Linked DNA regions of Macaca mulatta: region 2 is linked to region 1. The links are chromatin contacts, called in public Hi-C maps. All regions are on one chromosome and are shown on one strand. The core of a region is the stretch at or near the end of the contact, and the rest is flanking DNA. Distances in the headings are between cores, read along the strand shown.

The links. A called contact is a pair of places that touch in the nucleus more often than the background predicts.
Region 2: a Hi-C map of blood shows a contact between it and region 1, with 3 times the contacts expected there. The contact joins the promoter of LOC114672855 here to the enhancer-like site in region 1. A contact is called at or near these places in 4 of 14 Hi-C or Micro-C datasets (CD4 T cells, blood, fetal cortex germinal zone and 1 more).

Annotation. Positions count from the first base shown.
Region 1 is chr15:125,233,437-125,241,136 of T2T-MMU8v2.0, reverse strand. All of the region lies in intron 2 of ZNF484 (zinc finger protein 484), which reads left to right. LOC114672854 (a long non-coding RNA gene) reads left to right here and starts at 1,182. Exons shown (of 4, transcript XR_003723382.2): 1 at 1,182-1,382. Within about 2 kb of position 6,411, at least 9 of the 40 cell types and tissues checked have an H3K27ac peak or open chromatin away from gene starts, as enhancers often do. A contact at or near this core is called in blood, where this site is marked.
Region 2 is chr15:125,327,203-125,334,668 of T2T-MMU8v2.0, reverse strand. LOC114672855 (putative UPF0633 protein) reads right to left here and starts at 4,442. Exons shown (of 2, transcript XM_028835367.2): 1 at 4,172-4,442; 2 at 3,282-4,056. The coding sequence starts at 4,296. The coding sequence ends at 3,759.

The sequences.
Region 1 (7,700 bases), core at 5,162-7,661:
CCATTCTGGGGCCTGGAGGATAGTAGCCCTGTTCTCACAGCTCCACTAGGCAGTGCCCCCATGGGGACATTGAGTGGGGACTCCAAGCCCACATTTCCCCTCCACACTGCTTTAGTAAAGGCTCTCCATGAGGGCTCTGCCCCTACAGCAGACTTCTTCCTGGGCATCCAGGCATTACCATACAAACTTTAAAATCTAGGTGGAGACACCCAAGCCTCAACTCCTGCCCTCCTTGCACCTGGCTTGAAACCACATAGAAGACACAAAGGCTGCACCCTCTGAAGCAGTGGCCTGATATGTATTTTGGGCCCTTTTAGCCACAGCTGGAGCTGGAGCAGCTGGGATTCGGGGTGACATGTCCCGAGGCTGTACAGGACAGTGCAGTCCTGGGCTTAGGCCATGAAACCATTTTTCCCTCCTAGTCCTTCAGGCCTGTTATGGGAAGGGCTGCTGTGAAGGTCTCTGAAATGCCCTGGAGGCATTTTCCCCATTGTCTTGGCTATTAACATTCTGATCCTCTGTCCTTATGCAAATTCCTGCAGCTGAGTTAAATTTCTTCCCAGAAATTTGTTTTTTCTTTTCTACCACATGGTCGGGCTGCAAATTTTCCAAATTTTTGTGGTCTGCTTCCCTTTTAAATGTAAGTTCCAATTTCAGACTATCTCTTTGCGAATGCATATGAGCATATGCTGTTAGAAACAGCCAAGTTACATCTTGAATGCTTTGCTTTTTAGAAATTTAGAAATTTCTTCTGCCAGATAGCCTAAATCATCTCAAGTTTGAAGTTCCATAGATTCCTAGAGTAGGAGCAGTGTTACCAGTCTCCTTGCTAAAGCATAGCAAGAGTGACCTTTGCTCCAGTTCCCAATAAGTTCCTCATCTCCATCTGAGACCACCTCAGCCTGTATTTCACTGTCCATGTCACTATATCAGCATTTTGGTCACAGCTATTCAACAAGTCTCTAGGAAGTTCCAAACTTTTCTTTTAGTCTTCTGTTTTTTGTTTCTTTGAGATGGAGTCTCACTCTGTTATCCAGGCTGGAGTGCAGTGGCACAATCTTGGCTCACTGCAACCTCTGCCTCCTGGGTTCAAATGATCCTCCTACCTCAGCTTTCTGAGTAGCTGGGATTACAGGCATGTGCCACAATGCTTATCTAATTTTTTTTTGTATTTTTAGTAGAGATAGAGTTTCACCATGTTGGCCTGGCTGACCTTGAACCCCTGACCTCAAATGATCCACCTGCCTCACCCTCCTGAAGTGCTGGAATTACAGGCATGAGCCATCATGCCCAACCATCATCTTCCTGTCTTTTTATACGCCTTCCAAACTGTTCCAGCCTCTGCCTATTACCCAGTTCCAAAGTCACTTCCACATTTTCAGGTATCTTTGTAACAATTCCCTACTTCTCTGGTACCAATTTTCTGTATTAGTTTGTTCTCACACTGCTATAAAGAACTACCTGAGAGTGGGTAATGTACAAAGAAAAAAAGGTTTAATTGGCTCATGGTTCCACAAGCTGTACAGTAAGCATGGCTGAGGAGACCTCAGGAAACTTACTATCATGGTGGAAGGTGAAGGGGAAGGACGCATATCTTCACATGGCCAGCAGGAGCGCAGGGAAGTTACTATACAGTTTTTAACCAGATCTCATGAGAGCAAGGGGGATGTCCACCCCTATGATTCAGTAACTTCCCACCAGGCTCCTCCTCCAACATTGGAAATTACAATTCGACATGACATTTGGCTGGAGACTCAGAGCCAAACCATATCACCAATGCTATAAAGAAACTGAGGCACTGATGTCACACTGCTGGTGGATCCAAGACTTGATCTCAGGCCAGCCTGATTCCTAAGTGGTGTTCTTACCCTATTGCCTCAGGATCAGGGAGAGATCTGTGGAGCCTGTACATTGCTAAAGAACAAGTTGAAAGAATTTTATTTCCAACAGTAGGGCTGATAAGGACCAGCTGAAAACAACTAAAGCTTCTGGAATACATTTCAAGAACCTTTTAAAAATGTGTCAATGAGCTATAAAATAAGAGTTCCAAAAAGCCAAAAAAGTTTTAAAATGGAGATGAAACCCAAAGAAATAACTAAGACACCGATGCCTCTTTTCACCATTAAGATATTTGCCAAATGGCAAATTAAACTTTGCTGTTTTTCACAGCCTGAGGTGGGAAAGGGGCAGCAGAACAGCAGACAAAGCTGAGGGCCTGCCCAAGTGGGAGGGGCTAAAAGGAGACATCATAAAGTGAGATCCAAAAGGACAGACTTAGTGTAACGGTGAACTATGAATAAACCTTTCCGCCTCCCCTGTATGCTGCCCTTGGCCCCTGCTTCCCTAGGAACAGTGAGGAACATTGTGCATCCTGAGAGAAAACATCTCCCCTGAGAGTTTTATATATATGTAAAACCAACCCTTTAACTGGGTTGTTCACACAAGCTGGGTGGTCTAAAATGCGTCAAGCTTCAAATTTAAAGCAATATCAGCTTTTTGATGCCTTCTAAATGACTGACAGATGCAAAATGGATTGTCTTTGGAGGAACTCTGAGATAGTCTCAAGGAATATAAGTTTACCATAAAAATATCACAAACATAAAATCAGCAAGAGCCAGCAGAAGCAATGGGCAGAAGGAGCAGGCCTGCAAAAACTTAAGACAGTCAAGTTACCAAAGACAGTACAAAGTGTGTTTTATACTTAAAGAAACAAAGGAGCTGAAATAACTTGAGTATGAAAATAACCAAATAGATTGGGAAAAGTACCAAGTAGAAATGAAAAGTATCATAATTGAAATTGAAATGTCAATGGATTGGTTTAACAGTCACCAAAAAGAGAATAATAGATGAAGAAATAAAGAAGTTTTCAGACCTGAAAAAGCTCAAAGACTATTACCTGCAGACCTGCATAAGAAGAGTTAAAGGGTGTCCTTCAGGCATAAGAGAAACGATACTAATGGCAGCAGCGTGCCATCTGGAGCAGCCACTGTTATCATGCCAGCTGCAGTGGGGAGGCACAAGTGGTGGTGGCAGGAGCGACTGTGGGAGCAGTAGTGGCTGTGGTGGGTCTCCTGTGCCCCACATCCCTGAGGCAGCTGACTGCACCTGCACCACCCCCACCCTCGCACTACTGGGCAGGACCCGCTGCAGGCCCGGAACCTCCACCGCGGCTTCAACCTCACTCTCTGGCGCGTCCCAGGAGCCTGCGAGCCGATGGTGCAGCCAGGAGTCGTGGGGCGGCCCCAGGAGCACTGGGTTTGTTTGCGCGGGGTTGGCTGAGGCCACCAGCCACCCGCACCTTGCCCGCTGCCACTAAGGGGAAAATGCAGACAAGAGGCGTGGCCAGGGCTGCGTGCTTTATGGAGCCAGAAAGTTGGTGGGGTGGGAGCTTCCTGGGCGCAACTACAGCCACCCAAGCTGTGGCTGCGACCAGGGCACTCCTGTGCTCTCAGGAGCCAGGAGTAGGCAGGAGCCCTGCCCTCCCAGGTGCAGCTGCAGCCACCCAAGCTGGAGCTGTGGACCCAGGCATGTGTGTACTCTTGGGGGCCCAGGAAGGCCCTCCTCTAGTCCCTGCAGGCTAGGAAGTGCTTGCTCCCACTGTCTGGGTTCTCCCCACTGTTAGCACCTGCTCCAATCACAGACCACAACCTGAAGCGCCGTCTCTCTCTCGGCACTGTCGCATCCCAGCCACATTTGTGCATGCTTAGGGCAGTGCTGACATGCCAGCCCCTTGGCCCCTGTCGGACTTTGGAGGCTGACAAGCATGAGAAGGAGGCTGAAGTGGGGCTGAGGACAGCCTGGCACAGGCCTGCAGGTATTGCTTGGCAAGAATAGCCTGGGCGCCACGAACAATGACAGGAGGCAAAACAGGCTCCTGGGTGGAAGGGGGCAGGTTCCCAATGAAGCCCCACCTGCAAGCTGGGGAGGGGCTGTAACCTGGGGAGTGGGCTGCCAGTATTTAGGGAGGAGTTACCCTCTCTGCTGAGAGCTAAAGAGACAACAGCAATGACCTGACTGCAGATAGGGGCCACCCTCTCTGCTGAGAGCACAATACTCATCAGGACATCCTGGCTATGGAGAGGAGCTACCCACTGTGGGTCTCCTCTGAGCTGTTCTGTCATTCAGTAAAGCTCCTCTTCATCTTGTTCACCTTCCACTTGTCTGCATATATCATTCTTCCCGGACGCAGGACAAGAACTGGAGACCTGCTGAATGGCGGAGCTAAAATAGCTGCAATGCAAACAGTGCTGAAACCTGCCCCTTGTTTGTCACATTGCAGGCAACGGAAAGAGAGCAAGAGAGAAGAGCTGCATCTCTTCTGAGAGCCCGGACCTAGGAACTCCCCCAAGCCAGGGCTGTGACACCCTCTTTAGGGCTCTGTGGGTTCCTGGCATCTCCAAGGTTCTGGGCGCCACCACATTCCCTGGTGTCAGCTATGGTATGCCTGGTCTAGCTGCAGGCCTTGCATGGAGCTGGCACCCGTGCCAGTGCCTGAAGCTGCCTGCCCACCACCTGTCACCCCCCAGCTGGCATGCCTGGCTGTGTGCAGTGGCTGGATCCCATACTTGCTCACACACCCCTTGCTGCTCCGTGCCTGGCTCATCCTTGGCAGACATGCCATCCAGGCTGGTAGTGGGAACTGAGTACAGCCTGCCAGGCCGAGTGGGTGGAATGAGACCAGCGGTCCAGAGCAAAACTCAGACGAAGGCACCACTGGCCACGGAGGTTTCTGGCTGGTGAAGTAACACCCCAAGGATCCCATAACAATACCAGATGGAAATCTGGATCCACACAAAGATATACTTTGCTACTGTTCTCTCACTTAGCTGACCTGTCACCTCTTGCCCGAGTCTCAGGGTTAGTAATGGATTTCATGGCTGTACACTTTGGTAATGAAGAACTCCATTATCACTGGAAGGGGAGTGATCCTTCTGTAGTGTCTGAGGCAAGACAGGACAATATGGAAGCCCAGCATGTCAAGGTCCAGGAGCGTGTTCAGTGGCCGGGTCTGGGGGCAGGAGGAAGAGAGGAGACAAACAGATGCAGGGAGAGCCCACCACCATGCCCCCACCATGATCACTCATCCTTCTTTGTAGTTAGGTCACTTCGTTGTATTACCTGGACATAACCTGTCTCCTTGGTTGATGGTCTGTTCTTTGGGAGACAGAGTTAGAGGCCACCAGACCCAAATTCTAATCCTTCTGCCTGATGTTGGGCAAGTCATTTGTGCCTTTGGAGCCTCAGTTCCTAATCCGAAGTGAATCTGGCAGTGGCCACCTCCCAGGGATGCTGTGCTACGTGAACTGCCTGAGTTGGGCAGCTGGGCCAGGCTCTAGGTCACTGTGAGATGCTGCAGCTGTGGCTGTACCCCGTTAGTGCTGGGTCTGGAATCCCAGCCTCCAACACAGCTGTGATTAAAGAATGCCTGGAAGGAGCAATGCAGGAGGAAGGAGAAGGATGAGAAGTTCGAAGTTGGCATCAGATGACTGGGGACTTGGCTTTCTTCTGGCTACTTTGGGCTCTGACACCTCTGACCACACACGCACCCTGAGCACTCACCATCTCCCGGAACTCAGTAGCCTGATGGCCCAGGATGACTGAGTGCCAGCAGATCTGGCAGGAACAGCTCGTGAATGGCATGGGTGGCCAGGGTGTAGCCCGGTAAGGGGAATGCTGTTCCCTCAGGAAAGCGGCCCAGGTGTCCTGGAGCAAAGGACTATGCTGGAATACCTTCGTGCCTGCAGCGTAGAGCTTGGCAGCCAAATGAATCCCTGGGGTTCCCAATATTTGGGAAGAGGCCAAAAACACAAGGAAACTCCCCGTGGCGTCAGGGTCCTGCTCGACACAGAATCTTGCTCGATACAGACAGAAGCTGACACGCCCTCCCTGGGGCTCCCAGTTCCTCTCCAGTCCGTTGTCACCCCCTGAGCAGGCCTCGGAAAAAACCTAGTCCGAGGATGTGGAGAGACGCGGGACCTAGTCCAGGCTGATGGCGCCCTCCGCGTTTCTCCGAGTACAGCCTATCCCCACCTCCGAGGCAGAACTTGGGGAAAATGAGGTCAAATGGAAGCTACTGGTATCGAGCCACACGCGTGGCGGCCTCCAAACACCCTTTCAAGATGGTTCGTGTTGACCCCGATAGGTCTTGTGATGGAGGGGCGGGCACTGGGAGTTGCTGGTCGACCCGCATGGAGCCCCACCACAGAGCATCCAGGCTGAGAGGGCAACAAGATCCTACTCCGAGCTTAATCTGCAGGTCCAAGCTCCCCCGAGCAGATGGGGAGCGAATGCTTTGCCAGCGGCCGGAACAACCCTGCTAACGCCAGGGAACCCAGTGCACAGTGGCCACCTCTCTCGCAGGAGCTCCAGAGAACAAGCGCAGTACGCAGTATCGGCCACCAGGTGGAGCCCGACAACCGGTGGAAACGGCCGCGGTCCTTATCCGGGTGCTTTTCTCAGACTCGGGCTGGTGGAGCGCGTCTGGCTAGTCTCGGAGCTCCCGACTTGGACCTCCCGGTCAGCACGACGCGTCCCCAGCAGCAGACCGGACGGCTGGCTGCTGCGAAGGGTACAGACTCTCCCCACGCGACTCCCGGTGTGGCGCCGGCCTCCAGAGAGGACGTGGAAAATGTAACCGCGAGCCTGCGGGCCGGGCGCCATGCCTGGCCGGGCTCTCCAGAGCCGCGCAAGCGGACTTAGAAAATACTGTGCCCTCAAGTGTGGGCTGAAAAACTGCAACCATGAAAGGCTGGTTGAAAACACTTTCATTCTAAAATTTCTGAGCAGGGAAGATCTTTAAAGCATAGAACAGAGCCCGTCACGATGGTTCACGCCTGTAATCCTAGCGACTTGGGAAGCTGAGGCGAGAGGATGACTTGAGGCCAGGAGTTTGAGACCAGCCTGGGCGACATAAGGGGACCGCTGTCTCTTAAAAAATAAAGAGGCATGTATTCAGCAAAGACAGCTCGGAAGCCATCAAGGACGTGATTGATCAACTTGACCTCATAAAGTTTAAAGAAAATTTATCTCTGCATGTACCAGGACAAAGTCAAATGGCAACAAATGGCTGTGGGGAACATTGGGGTGCAAATACATGTGTGATGATAAGAATACTGATTTCATCATTACTTGTAATAGAAAAATAAAGAAAACATAGCCATTAAGAGGAGCCAGGTTTAAAAATTCTGGTACATCTATACAATACCATTAATTTATGTTTTGGTTTATTTCTTCAGTAAGGTAGACTTATATGTATTAACATGAAAAGATGTTCGTGATGAAATAGTAAATGAAAATAGCAAAATCATGAGAATGCAAACTAGAATCATAGTGTGATACCATGCCTTGGACAAAATATTCTTCAAAAGTGAAGGAGAAATAAATACCCTTTTTTTTTTTTTTTTTTTGAGATGGAGTTTCTGTTGCCCAGGCTGGAGTGCAGAGTGCAACAGTGCGACATTGGCTCACTGCAACCTCCACCCCCAAGGTTCAAAGTGATTCTCCTGCCTCAGCCTCCAGAGTAGCTGGGATTACAGGTGCGTGCCCGGCTAATTTTTGTATTTTTAGTAGAGGTGAGGTTTCACCATGTTGGTCAGGCTGGTCTTGAATGCTTGACCTCAAGTGATCCACCCACCTCGGCCTCCCAAAGTGCTGGGATTACAGGGATGAGCTACTGCGACCGACCAAGACTTTTGTAGAAA
Region 2 (7,466 bases), core at 3,193-5,692, 96 kb before region 1:
TGTTGGAGGAAGAGCCTGGTGGAAAGTTATTGAATCATAGGGGTGGACATCTCCCTTGCTGTTCTTCTGATAGAGCTCTCATGAGATCTGGTTGTTTAAAACTGTGTAATAACTTCTCCTGCCCTCCTGCTGGCCATGTGAAGATATGCTTCCTTCCCCTTCACCTTCCACCATGATTGTAAGTTTCCTGAGGTCTCCTCAGCCATGCTTCCTGTACAGCTTGTGGAACCATGAGCCAATTAAACCTTTTTTTCTTTATAAATTACCCAGTCTCAAGTAGTTCTTTATAGCAATGTGTGAACAAACTAATACAGGAAATTGGTACCAGAGAAGTAGGGAATTGTTACAAAGATACCTGAAAATGTGGAAGTGACTTTGGAACTGGGTAATAGGCAGAGGTTGGAACAGTTTGGAAGGCTTATAAGAAGACAGGAAGATGATGGCTGGGCATGATAGCTTATGCCTGTAATCCCAGCACTTTGGGAGGGTGATGCAGGTGGATCATTTGAGGTCAGGGGTTCAAAGCCAGTCAGCCAACATGGTGAAACTCTGTCTCTACTAAAAATACAAGAAAAAAAAATTAGGCAGGCATCATGGTGCACGCCTGTAATCCCGGCTACTCAGGAAGCTGAGGTAGGAGGATAATTTGAATGCAGGAGGCAGAGGCTGCAGTGAGCCAAGATAGTGCCACTGCTCTCCAGCCTGGATAACAGAGTGAGACTCCATCTAAAGACAAAAACCAAAAACAGAAGACAAGAAGAAAAGTTTGGAACTTCCTAGAGACTTGTTGAATTGTTGTGACCGAGATGCTCATACAGTGATATGGACAGTGAAATGCAGGCTGAGGTGGTCTCAGATGGAGATGAGGAACTTATTGGGAACTGTAGCAAAGGTCACTCTTGCTGTGTCTTAGCAAGGAGACTGGTGGCATTGTGCTCCTACTCTAGGAATCTGTGAAATGGGTCTTTAGAACTATATTTAGTTAACCATCGGCTAATTTCCAGATAAATAGTTCTGCAGAGGTCATATAAGGTACAAATAGCAGTAGATCAAGGGGGAGGATGATCTTGGGGACTCCTGAAATACACTGTAAATAACCCATATATCCCCCAATGAATAAATGGATATACAAAGTGTGGTATACATACATATGTACAAACAATGGAACATTATTCAATCATAAACAGGAATGAAGTACTGATACAGGCTACACAATGAATGAACCTCAAAAAACCTTAGAATCCTGCTAAGTGAAAGAAGCCAGTCACAAAAGACCAGATATTGGATGACACATTTATATAAAATGTCCAGAATAGGCAAATCTAGAGACAGAAAGCAGATTAGTGGTTGTCAGGGGTTGAGGGAAGGAGGAAATGAGGAGGGATTAAGTGAATTAATGCATGTTAACACCTTAAACTTTGGGCAACTGCCCAATCACACAGACAGTGCAGTCTCATTCATGGGTTTCAGGTAAAAACAAAGAGAAAAGCCGAGGCAGAAATACCAACATGTATGTTATTAAAAACATAAAACCTAAGTATATAGACAGACTACGTTCCTTAATGAGCAGATTCAATATTATAAGGTTGCCAATTCCCCTCCCACAATCTCTCAAAAGTTGCAAAGTAATGCAATGTAATGCAATTTTAATCCAAATGGCATGCTTATCTAGACAAGAAAAAATTGATTATAAAATTTATATGAAATAATAAAAATTTTCAAATGGAAGATTATTAAGGAAGAAAAGAGTGTGAAGACCCTGCTCTATATGGTAGAAGTCAAAGACAGCTACCATCAATTCTTTCCCTTCCTCAACACACATTGCTTCTCAAGAGGTGAGGAATAACTCCCCTCCCCTTGAATCTGGTTGCCTTGCGACTTGCTCGATCCACAGAATATGACATAAATTCCATTCTGGGAATTCTAGGATTGGGTTTTTTTGGGGTTTTTTTGTTTGTTTGTTTGTTTTTTTAAAGACAGAGTCTCGCTCTGTCACCAGGCTAAAGTGCAGTGGTGCAATTTCAGCTGACTGCAACCTCTGCCTCCCAGGTTCAAGAGATTCTCCTGTCTCAGCCTCCCGAGTAGTTGAGACTACAAGTGCATGCCACCACACCCAACTTATTTTTGTATTTATTTATTTTTTATTAGAGACGGGTTTCACTATGTTGGCCAGGATGGTCTCGATCTCATGACCTGGTGATCTGCCCACCTCGGCCTCCCAAAGTGCTGGGATTACAGGCATGAGTCATCGCGCCCAGCCCGATTTTATTTTATTTTTTAAAGAAACTGAAGCTTCTACTTCGGTCTCTTGGAAGCCTTGCTCCTGGGAAGCCCTTCCTTGAACCTAGTTGCCATTCCATTCCACCAGGCCACATATGTCTTCTCCAGGCAACAGTCTACATGAATTGCCAGTCATGTAAGTGAGTTCAGATGACTGTGGCCCCAGCTAACATTTGACTGTAATACATGTGAGAGGCCCCATGCAGAACCACCTAGAACCATGGAGATCAACCACCCTGCAGAAGCATGAAGTTAAGCTTAGGGGTGGTTAATTACGCAAAAATAAGTAAACAGAGCACTCCACCAGGTATTAAACATTATTACAAATATTATGTAATTAAAACAATACAGAACAGACCAGGGTTGACTACAAGATCAATGGGACAGAATAAAGTTACACAACCAATGCCTCCTGGTGACCACAGGGATTTGTCACAGATCTCATCACTTAGAAACCCTACAGCGGTTTCCCTGGTCACCTTCCAGTCACCTCTACACCTTGGCTCCTTTTAGCACTCCTCCCTGGCTTATCACTATATGGAATTACTTTATCTCTTTGTATTGTCTGTCACCTGCCACCATAATGTGAATTTCTAGACCTCCATAGCATCCAAAGCCCTAGAACAGTTCTTAGAACACAGAAGGTGCTTGACAAATATTTTCTGAAAGAAAAAGAAGATACTTCAATACCTCAGTTTATTAATGAAGTGGGGCTACCATATGGCTGCCTGAACAAATACAGCTTGACACTCACTTTCTTGCTAATGACTGAAGTGTATTAACTTGTGTAATCACACAACTACCCTATGGGGTAGATGCCCTTATTTCTCCATTTAGCAGATGAGGAAACTGAAGCACAGAGGGGCCAAGTATCTTGACCAAGGTCACACAGCTTTTAAGTGCCAGAGCCAGGACTCAGATCCTCACAGGTTTGGCTCCAGAGCCCCCAATTTAACCTCCTAACCTCTCTGCTTTACTGGGCTAAACCTTCACCACCTGGAACTCTCCAGGTGCTCGTAAGCGAGTGCTACCCAACTCCCATCACGAACTCGGAAGACCTGTCATTTTCTGAAATTTTCACAACTTCTAAGACACTAGTTATTGGGGAAAACTTCAAATTATTTAAATAATGAGAGGCGAATAACATTGCTAAACTCATGAACACTCTGTATTTAAAAACTCCACTGGAGATCAGGGCACACAGAATCTCTACTACTGATCCCTGACGCTGACCTTCCCCCAACCCGTCGGCCCACGGACCCCAGCCCTGACCCCACCTCCTCCCAGCATCTGACACAAGGATTCTCACCACACTCCCCAGAGACTCGCCTGCCCAGGGCCCCTCTCTAACCCCACATAGCTCAGGTCTCTGACCCAGAGACAGCATTACCGACCTCTCCTACTATCTATTTCCAGATTAGAGTTCCTGATCCCAGAGGTATTGTCTACAATAACTAGCTCTTACAACTATGTCCACTTCAGGAACCGCCCTGTGACGTCAGAACTTTGAGGCCGCCCGGCCAGGGCTGCACATGCTCAGTGAGGCCGGCGCCCGCCAGTAATAAACATGGCTCCCTAAAGCCGCTCGGGCTCAAGAGCAACATGGAGGCCTGCACTTCATCGCTCCTCTCTGGGGGCGGCCATACTGAGGAGGCATCTCTTCCGTGCAGGCAGGCTGTCCTGGGCACCTCAGAGATTCTCTCCAGCGGCAGCGGAAAATGGGCAACGGGTGGATTCGGGTCCAGATTCCGGCAGGAGGGAGTTTGGGATCGAGATCTGGAAAAAAGCATTAGACTGGAAGAGGACGCCATGGAGTCGGAGCCGCTGGCGGGGACAAAAACCTGGGGCTGGGGAAGGCGCCGGTGGGAGGCAAGGCGCCGAGGGACTTTACCCGCGGACGCGTCGCAGCCGTCTCCGCGCACAGTGGTGGCCATCGCGGCTGGTGCCCCAGTGTCGGCGTGTGCCGGGGGCTCCACTGGGACCCGGGTCGCTCGCCCTGAGTCTCCCCTTCCTCATCTGTACGCTTGGGACAAGAACAGTAACCCTCGCAAGTCAAGACAGGCCGGGCCTGTCGGGAGGGTCCACGCCTTAGAGCAGGCCCCTATCGTGTTCAGGGCCCTGAGATGGGGTCTGACTCAGTTCCTGCGGGGAAATTCACCAGTGACCCAGTGAGTGCCCTTCAGTTAAAGACCACCAGGAGCACACTTGTGGAAAATATAATTACATTGCAGCAAGGAATGGGGTACTATGGGTCATCTCAGTGGAAGGAGTTAGAGAGAAACTATTAAACGAGTCGGGGTTTAATTGGTTGATTTTCGATAGGGTCTCAGAAAGTGAAGATTTTAGATTGGATGCTGTCAGAAGTGGCATCAAGACTTTGTTTTTTATCTGCATTTAGACAACATTATAAAGTGCCCTTGTTTTTGTTTGCACTTACCACGGTCTCCGATTAACCTTCTGAAGTTGACATTATTCTGTGAGATTGTTTATATCCAACAGGAAAACAAAATGGCCTGGCCATGAGCATCAGACCGGCGTGTAATAACATTAAGGCCTAACTGTGACCCAAATATTGACAGAATTGAAATTAAAAATAGTTCTACAGTAATAGAGTCTTCAATACTCCGTTTAAAATAATGCATAGAAGCTGGACATGGTGGCTCATGCCTTTAATCTCAGCCACCTGGGAGGCTGCAGCAGGTGGATTGCTTAAAGCCAGGAGTTCGAGACTAGCCTGGGCCTTTTGGCCTGTTTCGGCTTTTAACGTGCCTTCCTCACTCAGCTTAATCATTTCTCACTTTTGATTTTTAATAAGAGATATGTGGCTCTTACTTTCACTTGAACACATAGAGGCCTTTGTAGAGTTATTAATTGGCATAATTTCAATATTGCTGTGTCTCAGAAAACAGGGAGACCTGAGGAGAGGGGGAGATGGAGGAAGGGCAGATTGATAGAACCATTTGAACACACATATGTATCAATTAAGCTCATTATCTTTTGGGGAGCATGGTTTGTGATGCCCCAAAACAATGACAATAGTAATATCAATGATCACTGATCACAGATCACCATAACAGATATAATAATAACAAAGCATTTCAAATATTGCAAGAATTACAAAAATGTAACACAGAGATACAAAATAAGCACATGCTACCAGAAAAGTGGCACTGGTAGACTTACTTGATGCAGGGTTGTCACAAACCTTCAATTTGTAAAAAATGCAATATCTGAGAAGCATAGTAAAGTGAAGTGCAATAAAACAAGATAAGCTTATATATGTATGCATGCACACACCAGTACACATCCACCTATCCACACACAAATCTTTGTACAAACAAATCCTGTATTTTCAAATCCAAGAATACATCATTTGCACCTTAAAAACATCTGTCATCCTTGTAGTGTCCTTTTCTGTCTTTGTTATCAGGGTAATGCTGGCCTCATAAAAAATGTTTGGAAATGTTCCCTCCTCTTCAACTTTTGGAAGAGTTTGTTAATAAATGGGATTAATTCTTCTTTAAACATTTGCTAGAATTCTCCAGTAAGCTATCTGGTCTTGGATTTTCCTTTTTCAGGAGTTTTTTGACTACTGACTCATATTTTTACTCATTATTTATCTGTTTTGATTTTCTGTTTCTTCATGTTTCAGTCTTAGTGGATGTATGTTTCTAGAAATTATATTCTAAGTTAAACAGTTGACACATAGTTGTTTAGAGTAGACTATTAATGTCCTTTGTATTTCTATGGTACCAATTTTAATATTTCCTTTTTTGTTCTAATTTTATTTATTTGAGATTTCTCTCTTTTTTCTTAGCTTAGTGAAAGGTTGGTCAATTTTTATTATCTTTTCAAAAAATCAACTTTTCATTTCATTGATCTTTTCTGTTGTTTTTCTGCTCTATTTCATTTATTTCTGCTATGGTCTTTGTTAGTTCCTTCTTCTAATTTTGGGCTTGATTTTTTTTCTTTGACGTTTATTGTTTCTTTGAGATCTTTTTTCTTCATTTAGTACTTATCTGTATAAACTTCCCTCTTAGAGCGGCTTTTGCTTCATCTCATAAGTTCTAGAATGTTGTGCTTTCATTTTAGTTTGTCTCAAGATATTTTATTTCTTTTTTGATGTTTTCTTTGATCTGTTGGTTGTTCAGGAGTGTGTTGGTTGATTTCCACATATTTGTCACTTTTCTAAGTTTTCTCCTGTTTTTAATTTTCAGTTTCATGCCACTGTGGTCAAAAAGAATACTTGGTAAGATTTCAATCTTCTTAAACTTGCTAAGACTTGTTTTCTGGCCTAATATATGACATATGTTGGAGAATGTACTGTGTATGCTCGAGAAGAATGTGTGTTTTGCTGTTTTGGAAAGGAATGTCCTGTATATCCGGTCCATTTGATCTATAGTGTAGTTCAAGTCAGCTGTTTCCTTATTGATTATCTGTCTGAATGATCAATCCATTGTTGGCAGTGGGATATGGAAGTCCCCTACTGTTATGTATTATTGTTGTCTACTTCTCTCTTCAGATTTGTTAATATTTGCTTTATATAATTAGGTACTCCAATGTTGGGAGAATATGTATTTGCAGTAGTTATATCCTCTTGATGAATTGACCCTTGTATCATTCTATAATGACTTTGTCTCTTGTTACAGTTTTTGACTTAAAGTCTATTTTGTTTGTTGTAAGAATAACTACTCTTTCTTTTTTGTTGTTCCCTCTCTTTCCTTTCAGTCTATGTGTGTCTCTGAAGGTGAAGAGAGTCTCTTATAGGTGGCATATATTTGGTTCTTGTTTTACTCTCCATTCAGCCACTCTGGGTCTTCTGTTTCACTAATTTGGTCCACTGATATTTGAAGTAACTATTGATAGGTGTTTTGTAGTTTCTTTGTTCTTTTATTTCTCTCTGGCTGTGCATGATTTGATTATTTTGATTATTTTCTGTAGTGGTATACTTTGATTTTTTGCTGTGTCTTTGTAGTAATTCTTTTTTAAACATGTGGTTAAATTCTCATTTGTGTATCTATTACATGTTTCGTCTTTGTGATTATCATGAGGCTTACATAAAACATCATATGCTATCATGTGCCATATAAGGATGTTTTGGTCAATGATGGGCCACATATACAATGGTGGTCCCATAAGGTTATAACATTTTTGTTTTATCTGTTTAGATACATTTAAATACACAA